Linked DNA regions of Sus scrofa: region 1 is linked to region 2. The links are chromatin contacts, called in public HiChIP or PLAC-seq maps. All regions are on one chromosome and are shown on one strand. Each heading gives the region's core, a stretch centred on a gene start, on an enhancer-like site or on the middle of the called end of the contact. The rest is flanking DNA. Distances are from core to core; before and after follow the strand shown.

Region 1 (4,358 bases), core at 1,739-4,238, 1.1 Mb before region 2:
AGATCCAAGCCACATCTGTGACCTATACCGAAGCTCACGGTAACGCCAGATCCACTGAGGGAGACCAGGGATTGAACCCACATTGTCATGGATACTAGTCAGGTTATTTACCACTGAACCACAACAGGAATTCCTGGATTTAAATGTCAGTCAGGAGTTGCCATCATGGCTCAGCGGCTAACTCTAGAGGCGGCTCAGATCCCGTGTTGCTGTGGCTGTGCTGTAGGCCAGCAGCTGTAGCTACAATTCGACACCTAGCCTGGGAACTGCCACATGCCACAGGTGCAGGTCTAAAAAGACAAAAATTAATTAATGTCAGATTAAAAAAAAATTCTGATTATCTTGGAGATAAACCCTGAAAAAGGACCAGCACACACCCTGCTTCTCCATCTCCCCTCCTTGACTGCCCTGCCTTCCATTAAGCAGCACAAGGGGTCCTGGGGGTGCAGCAGGGGGGCTGGGAGGGGAAGGAAAGTGGAAAAGCGAGGCTGCACACAAGGGCCCACTCACCAGCCTGCGGCTGCACAGGACGTGGGAGAAACTAGGACACGGACACCCAATCTGGGTCTGCCTGCTTCTGAAGTGTGTGCTTGAGATGAGGGTGGAAGGATGGGATGCAGAGCCAAGGACCAAGGGGGGAGGGCAGCAGGCGTGGTGCAAGCATTCCAGGCAGTAATGGGGGACTTGCTCCCAGGACCCAGAAATCCAGGACGAAACACCAGCCTTTCAAATTCTCCCCACAGAGAAAGCTTCAGCCTGGCTTCTGGGTCCACAACACTTCAAGGTAACCTTCCTGAAGAGTTAACCTTTTAGTGTCTTATCTAGAGAAAGAAATGCAGATGGATTAAGGTCCAACACTGCAACAAAGACTCAGGTGAGCCAGAGCAGAAGCAGGGACACCCCACCACCACCACCCCAGGGCCATCAAGAAACAGAAACAACTCCCTATAAAAACCCAACACTTGTCACCCTTTAAACCCTATAAACACGCCCTATTCCCATCTGTTTTAATCCTCCTGGTTACACCCCTTCCTACACCGCTGCAGCACAGAGGTTCTGGGTCTGACCTGTCCCCATGGGTCTCCGGGACACAGGAGTGAGCTGATCCACCTGAGGCATGAGGGGACAGGGCCAGGCCTTGGGTGGGGGCTCTTCAGGGACGAGCGGAGGCGCTGTTGCCTTGGACTAGGTGGCACCCCCAGGGTGAGCCAGGCCCTGCTCTGGATGCAGCACAGACTAGGTGGGAGGGCAGAGCCCCAGTGCCCACTCCCCTTGACCAGACCCCTCTCCTTCCCTGGCACAGGGTACCCTGGGGTCACCCTGTCCTGCTGCTGCAGGCTTGCCTCCCCCCAGTCCCCAGACTGAGGGCTTCTTGTCACCTGGGGCCACTGTTGCCTTCCCTGACACGGCCGCAGACCCATGAGCACTGATGACGCTGTTCCTTCAATCCTGGTGGCTTCGAAGCTCACCATCCCAGTACCTCGGAGGTCGAGGTAGAGGAACTGTGGCCATGAGGGAGGTGATTCCCTGGGGGGCGGGGGGGGAGGCCTTGTCCCCTGACTCCCCACGTCCCATTTTCTATAAGATCTATTTACAAAAACTTCCTCTCATTCTTTTTTGTATAAGGTTTAGTGGCTTCTATTGCACCAGACCAGGCGATTTTTTTGAAATTTATTAGAGTGTCAGCCCCGGCACTACAGTAGCCAGGCAGTAGGGTCCCCAGGATGTGACCCTGGCCACCAGGGCCCCCCAGCTCTGACAAAGAAGCATCTATGAGCACCTTCTGATCACTGGTGGCTAAACTGATACAAAAGTTGGAAATATTGCCCAAAAAAGAGGAGAACTCATGCTGTTTTATGTCATGCTGAATTGCTGCTTACAAACCCCTGAGGGTTCACTTGACTTTCCAGGAGAGACAACAGTGAGACAGGCCCAGACTTCAGTCTATGAGGTTAACCTGGCAACACTGACAAGACACAAAAGCTCTCCTCTTGGCCCAAAGAAGGTAAAATCCCAAAGGCTGTGGCTCATTGCTCTCCAGTGGCATCCCTGCTCAGTCAGATAATGCAAACTGACATGTGCTCCTTATCAGCTGGACAGATGTTTCTAACATTTTGAGAGTTACACTTCGTCAGTTCAAAAAGATTTTTTCCAAGATTAAAGAAACAACATGCTCAATAAACAAAATTCAGAAAATATAAACCAGCATAAAAATACAAAATTCAAACCTAGTAATCCTCCTACCCAGCTCTAAACACTATTACTATATTGGGGGGGCGGGGTGCTGGGTCAATCCTCTTGCCAAATGTGAGCTTTTACGTTTTTTTTCTTCTTCATGAAAAACATACACGCTGCCTTTCGCCTAATTCTTTTCAGCATGATGTTCACAGTTCTCTTGTAAACCCTCTTCTCGAGGGAGTCTGTGCACAGACCACTCTGCAGTGAACATCTCTGAAGTCACCCCAGGAACTTACTGCTCAGCTCTAATAATCAGGGATAAGACGCTCGTTGACCAGTCCCTCAGCGTGCAAGACCTGGACTCTCGGAAGGGGCTGAGCTCCCAGGTGGACCAGCCGGCTGCACCCCTGCTACCGGGGCCCGGACTGGCTCCCACTCCGCTCGGATCGAGCCCCCACGCGGCTCATCGGTACACGGGCGGAACTGGCCTCTGCTCCACCGCTCACCTGTCGACGGAGCGCCAGACCGACCTGAACCTGCCCGGCTCACCTGCAGACGGCGTGACCCGCCCCCTGCCCCGCTCACCTGCGGACCGGGCGGCCGGACCGGTCCACGGCCCACAGTCAGCCCAGGCCTCCAAGCACCGCAGGCCAGACGTGGTCACGCGGGGCTCCTCCGCGCGAGGACGCGGGGTTCTGCGGTCCAAGATGAGGAGCAGACAAGACTCACACACCCACCAGCGCCCAGCGTCCACCTGCACAAAGATGGGTCACGACCCGCGCCCAAGCCGCCGCGCATGCGCATTCGGGATGGGGAAAAACGCACCGCGGCCGGACGCTACCAAGGGCGCAGCCGCGGGGGGGGGAGTGGGCTGTACCATACCGGGGGGGGCGCGGGCTGTACTGTGGGAGGGGGGCCGGATCTGCACTCGCCGCCCCTCCTCACTGGCCTGTACCGTGAGCTGGCCCGGGACTTACCCCTCCCGTCCCAGGTCGACCCTTCCGGAGCGGTGCTAAACCAGGAAGGAGTCTTCCGAGTCCACCCAGAGCTCGCGGGGGTCCCGGGGCCCCCAGGTTCGGCGACGCCTCTGAACTCACCGCCCGCGGGGACGACCCTGCGGAGGACCCTAGGAGACCCCACGGAGCCCCCTGAAAGCTCGGCTGCCAAGGTCCGCGGGAGGCCGCCCTTTCCCGGCGGTGACATTGGTCCAACCCAGCCCGCACCTCTGCAGAGGCCAGCCCAGGGCCACGGAACGAGCCTCAGGTGCAGTTTCGCTTCCTGCCCCTGTCAGCCTTGCTCCCACCACGCCAACCCTGCGCTCAGAATCCGCATTTGTGAACCGGAAAGGATCACAACGCCGGCTGGTACGGTGGGAGGATTCCGCATTAGCACCCGGAGCAGGCTGCGTGGCTCACCTGTCTGCAGAGTGTAAAAAAGGCCTTAGCTGTTTGACAGCTTGTGAAGCGCGTACTGTGGGCGGTGCAGTCAGGCCTTGCCAGCCCCCCTGGGGTAGCCCATAGCCCATGTGCAGGGCACCCGCGAGGTGCCGCTGGGGTCCTAGAGTTCACTAGTGGGTGTAGGTGCCAGGATCCAGACAGCCAGGAGCACCCTCTCCAGGCCTGACTCAGAGAGCCCGGGGCTCCACATCCACCAGCTGAAACTACCTGCTTGAGCTCCGACCTCAGGTGTGAAGAGTAGATGCAGACCTGACCCCAGGCCAGCCTAATGCTCACGTGTCCCTACAGCCTGCCCTCCCCTGATCTCACCCTGAATCTTCTTTCTTTCCTGAACTTATCACCGCTGGACACTTTGTATTTTCATGGGTTTGTTTTAGCTATTTTCTGTGTCCTCTGATTAAAATGTTAGCAGCATGGGAGGAGAATGTGGTCCTGTCACTCCTGTATCCCCAGCACTTGGGAATGTGCCTGTCACTCCTGTATCCCCAGCACTTGGGAATCACCCATGATTCACACACATCTGCTGAAAATACGGGAAATCACATGGAAAGCCTTCTTTCCTCCCTACACCCACCCTGGTGTAGGGAGACCATATGAGAGACACACAGTAAATGTACTGAGTTGGATTAAAAACGACAGCTCTGGAGACTCACTCTTGTTTTGTGTTGCTTCCCCTTCCCAAAGTCTCCCAGTGGTGAAGAGAATTTGAGGATGAAATAAGAT
Region 2 (4,266 bases), core at 686-3,185:
AGGCAGGGTTTAGCTGGTATGATTAGAATACTGGCAGAAAAGAGCTACAAGCAAATTAATTTGTTAAGTCAACATAATTTCTAAGCATTCTTATGACTCGACCACTACTTTCATTACAGTCATCTGCTTCCTAGAGGCACTGTTGGGATTAGTTATTGTTACACAGCAATACATATCAAAGAGTGGCTTAATACAAGATTCCTTTATTCATTCTCATATGTCTGTGGGTCATTGTGCAGTTTTGTGGTCCTCAACCAACTAGGCTCCAATCCTTGGTCTCAATGAAGCTAGGTGGCTTTGCAAGTTGCTCTACTCCACCTGATCTCCTCCTCTAGCAAACAGTCCAAGCTTCTTCTCATCATGGTTTAGGCTGGGAACCACCACATTTTCTTGACCAAAGACAGTCCCAAGGCCAGAATCAGGAGATGATATGGAAGTGCAAAGCCATTCTGCAAAATGTGTGGGCACATGGATAGGTAGAGAATCAGAGCCATTTTTTCAATCTACCACGTCATAGTTACCAACTTGCAAACTATCTTTCAATAGTCAGTACAGGAGTTCCCGTCCTGGCTAAGCGGAAAACAATCTGAGCAGCATCCATCAGGATGCAGGTTCGATCCCTGGCCTCGCTCAGTGGGTTAAGGATCCAGTGCTGCTGTAAGCTGTGGTATAGGTTGCAGATGTGGCTCTGATCTGGTGTGGCTGTGGCATAGGCCAGCAGCTACAGCTCCAATTCAATTCCTAGCCTGGGAACCTCCATATGGGCTGTGAGTGCGGCCCTAAAATGACCAAAACAAAAACAAAAACAAACCAGTATGGGCCTTGTTTGAACACAGATTTGAACAAACCAACGGCAAAATATAAAATATTTTTAAAAGATTAGTTAATATAATTCTTTATTTGACAATGTCATTTAACTAGAATTCAGTTAAGACCAAAAAGCAAGCAAAAAAATTCATCTGAGCCAGTTCTAAAAAGCAGTTTCCTGTTTGTCAAGTTCACAGAAGATTAAAAGCTTTTAAATTAGAAGCTGCATAGTTACCAAAACCAGAGTGGTCAGGGGCTGCGTAATCTAGAACATAACAGTCCAATGGGACTGTAGTCTGAAAAGAGCAAATTATATTGGGCATTTTCTGCCTAAATAGGCACAGAATTCATTTTAGGAATATTCCCACCCAAAATAACTTAAATTTGGTATAATAGTGCTTTTGCATCTAGTCAAAAACTGAAAGAACATCCCTAGAAGACTTTTGCAACTGTAACCAAGGTGTTATTGGTTTATTAGCAGGTCTCACTCCAGATTTAGCTAGTTGCTCCACCAGGCTTCTTATAAATGACCTCTCCGTCTCTGTCCTCTTCCAAGGAAACCATGATGATAGATTCCAAGAAATTTCTCTGTTGCAGGAGGAGCTAAGGCGGGACAGCTTAACAGTGGGTTTCCCATGCATCTAATGAAAAATAAATCTCTGCTCCATGGGTCGGGAGACCGAATTTTGCCAAACCACAAACTCGACCAAAGAACGCATTTATTCCCGTATTCGGTTATTTAACATTGGGGAAGAAAGGGCCTTACCCTGAGCCCGCCCCGCCACCAGCACTTGGTCTCGCCCCTCCGCGTCCCCCAACCCGCCCGGGCCTCTTGGCGCGGCGCTAGTCCTTTCCCTTGCACTCTCGGAGAATCTTTCCCTAAGGAATCTCTAGGGACACCGCGTAAAACGCAGCTTCACACGTGGGAACTCACGGCACTCTCTAACCGCACGTGGGAATTCTCTGCACACTGTACCTTCCTTTCGATATTTTGGTCGGCAAACAATACATTGCAAAACACTGCTTCCGACACCCTTCGGCCCGCCCCCTGCTCTCCACCAACCAGGACTTGGAAAAGAGACCGGAACAAGATCGGAGAGCGCGCCGCAGGCGGAGCCTTTGCCGTGCACTGAGCGTGCGCGCGCCGCCGCTTTCGTCATTCGGCCGCGCCCAGGTTCTCCTCTGCTGCGCCCCTTGGCCCCCTGTGGCGGCGGTGGGTGCCGGAGGTCGTCCGGGGCAAGTTCCTCTCGGCATTTCCCCATGGAGGAAGCGGCGTGCACGGCTGCAGCCCCGGATGCTCGCACCTCCTACGGGACAGCAACGAAGGCTGTGGCCGCGCGAGCTCAGGACAGAGTGACCCGGGCGGCCTGTGTAGGGGTGTGAACGGAGGTGACCGGGGCCGGATAGGAAAAGGGAAGCTGCGCGGCGGGCCTGCCAACTTTCTTCCTTTCAGGCAAGCGCGAAGGGGCGAGCTGGGCAAGCCTGCCCATCTTGGGTCGGGAAGGATCTTTCAGGGGCGCCTTTCTTTTCCCTGGGGACTCTGAGCCACGCGTGTTCTGAGATGGAAGTAGTTTTCCCGTAACCTGTATCAAGGAATACCACTGTGAATTGGGTTGCCAGTGAATCCCAAGGAAACCTGGCCTGGCCCTGTCGAGGGCGCATGTTCATTAAGTTCATTAAAATGCTTTCATTTTGTAGTTTTAGAAGATTTTTTCAGCTGCTGCGAAGATATTAACACTGTTGAACAAGCCTTAGATGTCGCTGTAACGTTTTGAACAAGGCTTGTTTCATTTCCTAACTTTTATAAAGTCACTAAAATCCTTCTCTCTCCTCTCTGTATAACTGAACAAAACTCATTATTGTGTGGATAGAATTAGTATGCATTTTGTTTTGTGTTTATGTCTCTTGAATCTTTTCAATTCGTTTACTACAGGCTCTGTATTTCTGGGAATTCTCTATATACCGTAAGCCCACTTAGTACTTTGTTGTTAAAGTGCTAGCAGTGAATATGAGAGAATAGAGATCTCTTTTTTCCTACCAGCAAGATGTCTGTTAAAACAGTATGGTGTACTGGGTTGAATAGATTTTATGTTAGTTGGTAAGTAAAACCAGTAAGGAGACTAGTAACCAAATTTTTTAAAATATTCAGTAACTATTTATTTCTTTTGCCTCCTTCTGTATTTTCTTCTTTCCAGGCTGGAGCCACTCTGCCAGGGTTTAAAACTTTAAATGAGAATAAAGGGTTTTATTTGCAGGAAATGAGAGTGAATAAGTCATCTCTAACCTCTTCCAGCCTTTTTTTCATAAGAGAGACCATATTAAGTTTACATGTAAGTTAAAATTTTAATTTATAAATGATATTACTAAAAAAGGTTGGAGATTTAGGTTATGTAGTATTTATAAGTCTTGGGGGTTTTTTTTGCTTTTTTTTAGGGCTGCACCTGTGGCATATCAGGTTCCTAGGCTAGAGGTTGAATCAGAGCTGCAGCTGCCAGCCTCCACCACAGCCACACCGGATCCTTAACTCACTGAGCTGGGCCAGGGATTGAAACCGCATCTTCATGGGTACTAGTTGGGTTTGTTTCTGCTGAGCCACAATGGGAACATCTATATGCATTACTCTTAAAAATAATTAGCCAAGTGAGAGGTTGGAAAAAATTAAAGTGGAAATCAAGCAGAAATAAAGATGGAGACCGCTAAGGTTTAATATGATGTGGGCGGTCTATATATAAGTAAAGTCCAGTGGACACTTAGTTAGGTTCCATTTTAGGCTGTGTAGCTTTTTGTGTGGTCCTGTGCATGTGATTTAAATCTGTGAGGTTTGGTTTCTTTACCTTCAAGGTGGGGGTAATGATGTGTTTTTCTCATTATTGTATGGCTAGAATTAGTATCAGTTGTCTGGAGCAGTGCCTCCATAGGTGTTCATTAAGACATAGCTATTACTCGTAGGGAGACATAATGATAAAATACAGTGACACTGGTTTTCAGGTTATTTCTATTACGTAGAAATACCCTGCTGGCGTTCCCACTGTGGTGCACTGGGTTAAAAATCTGACTGTATCAACTCAGGTCACTGCAGAGGTACAGGTTCCATCCCTGGCCTGGGGCAGTGGGTTAAAAGATCTGGCATTCCCGCAGCTGTGGCTTAGATTGCAGCTGCAGGTCAGATTCAGTCCCTGGCCTGGGAACATCCTGATGCCATGGGTGTGGCCACAGAAAAGAAAAGAAATACCCTGCTATGGTATCTCACCTACCCTTGTTGTTCGTGTCAGCCACAGTGAGCTTTCTTTTCCTAGAAAACTGCGTGTTTGCTCATGCCTCAGTGCCTTTGAACTTGCTTCTTTCTCTGCTATGTTCTTTTACTTTCATGCCTTTGTTCAGTGTTATCCTCTCCACTAGGCCTCCTGACTAACCTAATAAAAGTCCTCCAACCCAGCTCCCCAGTGCCTTTAACGTGCT

Evidence for each region. HiChIP or PLAC-seq counts read pairs in DNA pulled down with a chosen protein or histone mark.
Region 1: a contact with region 2 is called in an H3K27ac HiChIP or PLAC-seq map of alveolar macrophages. The contact joins the promoter of CLN8 here to the promoter of NIPA2 in region 2. A contact is called at or near these places in 2 of 5 promoter capture datasets (fetal liver and liver) and 1 of 2 datasets of contacts at active chromatin or transcription factors (alveolar macrophages).

What each region holds. Positions count from the first base shown.
Region 1 is chr15:33,286,925-33,291,282 of Sscrofa11.1, reverse strand. It overlaps CLN8 (CLN8, transmembrane ER and ERGIC protein), which reads right to left and starts at 2,988. Exons shown (of 3, transcript NM_001244565.1): 1 at 2,764-2,988. It overlaps LOC110257074 (splicing factor, proline- and glutamine-rich-like), which reads left to right and starts at 2,955. Exons shown (of 2, transcript XM_021075674.1): 1 at 2,955-3,441. The coding sequence starts at 2,975.
Region 2 is chr15:32,200,035-32,204,300 of Sscrofa11.1, reverse strand. NIPA2 (magnesium transporter NIPA2) reads left to right here and starts at 1,935. Exons shown (of 7, transcript XM_021075602.1): 1 at 1,935-2,260.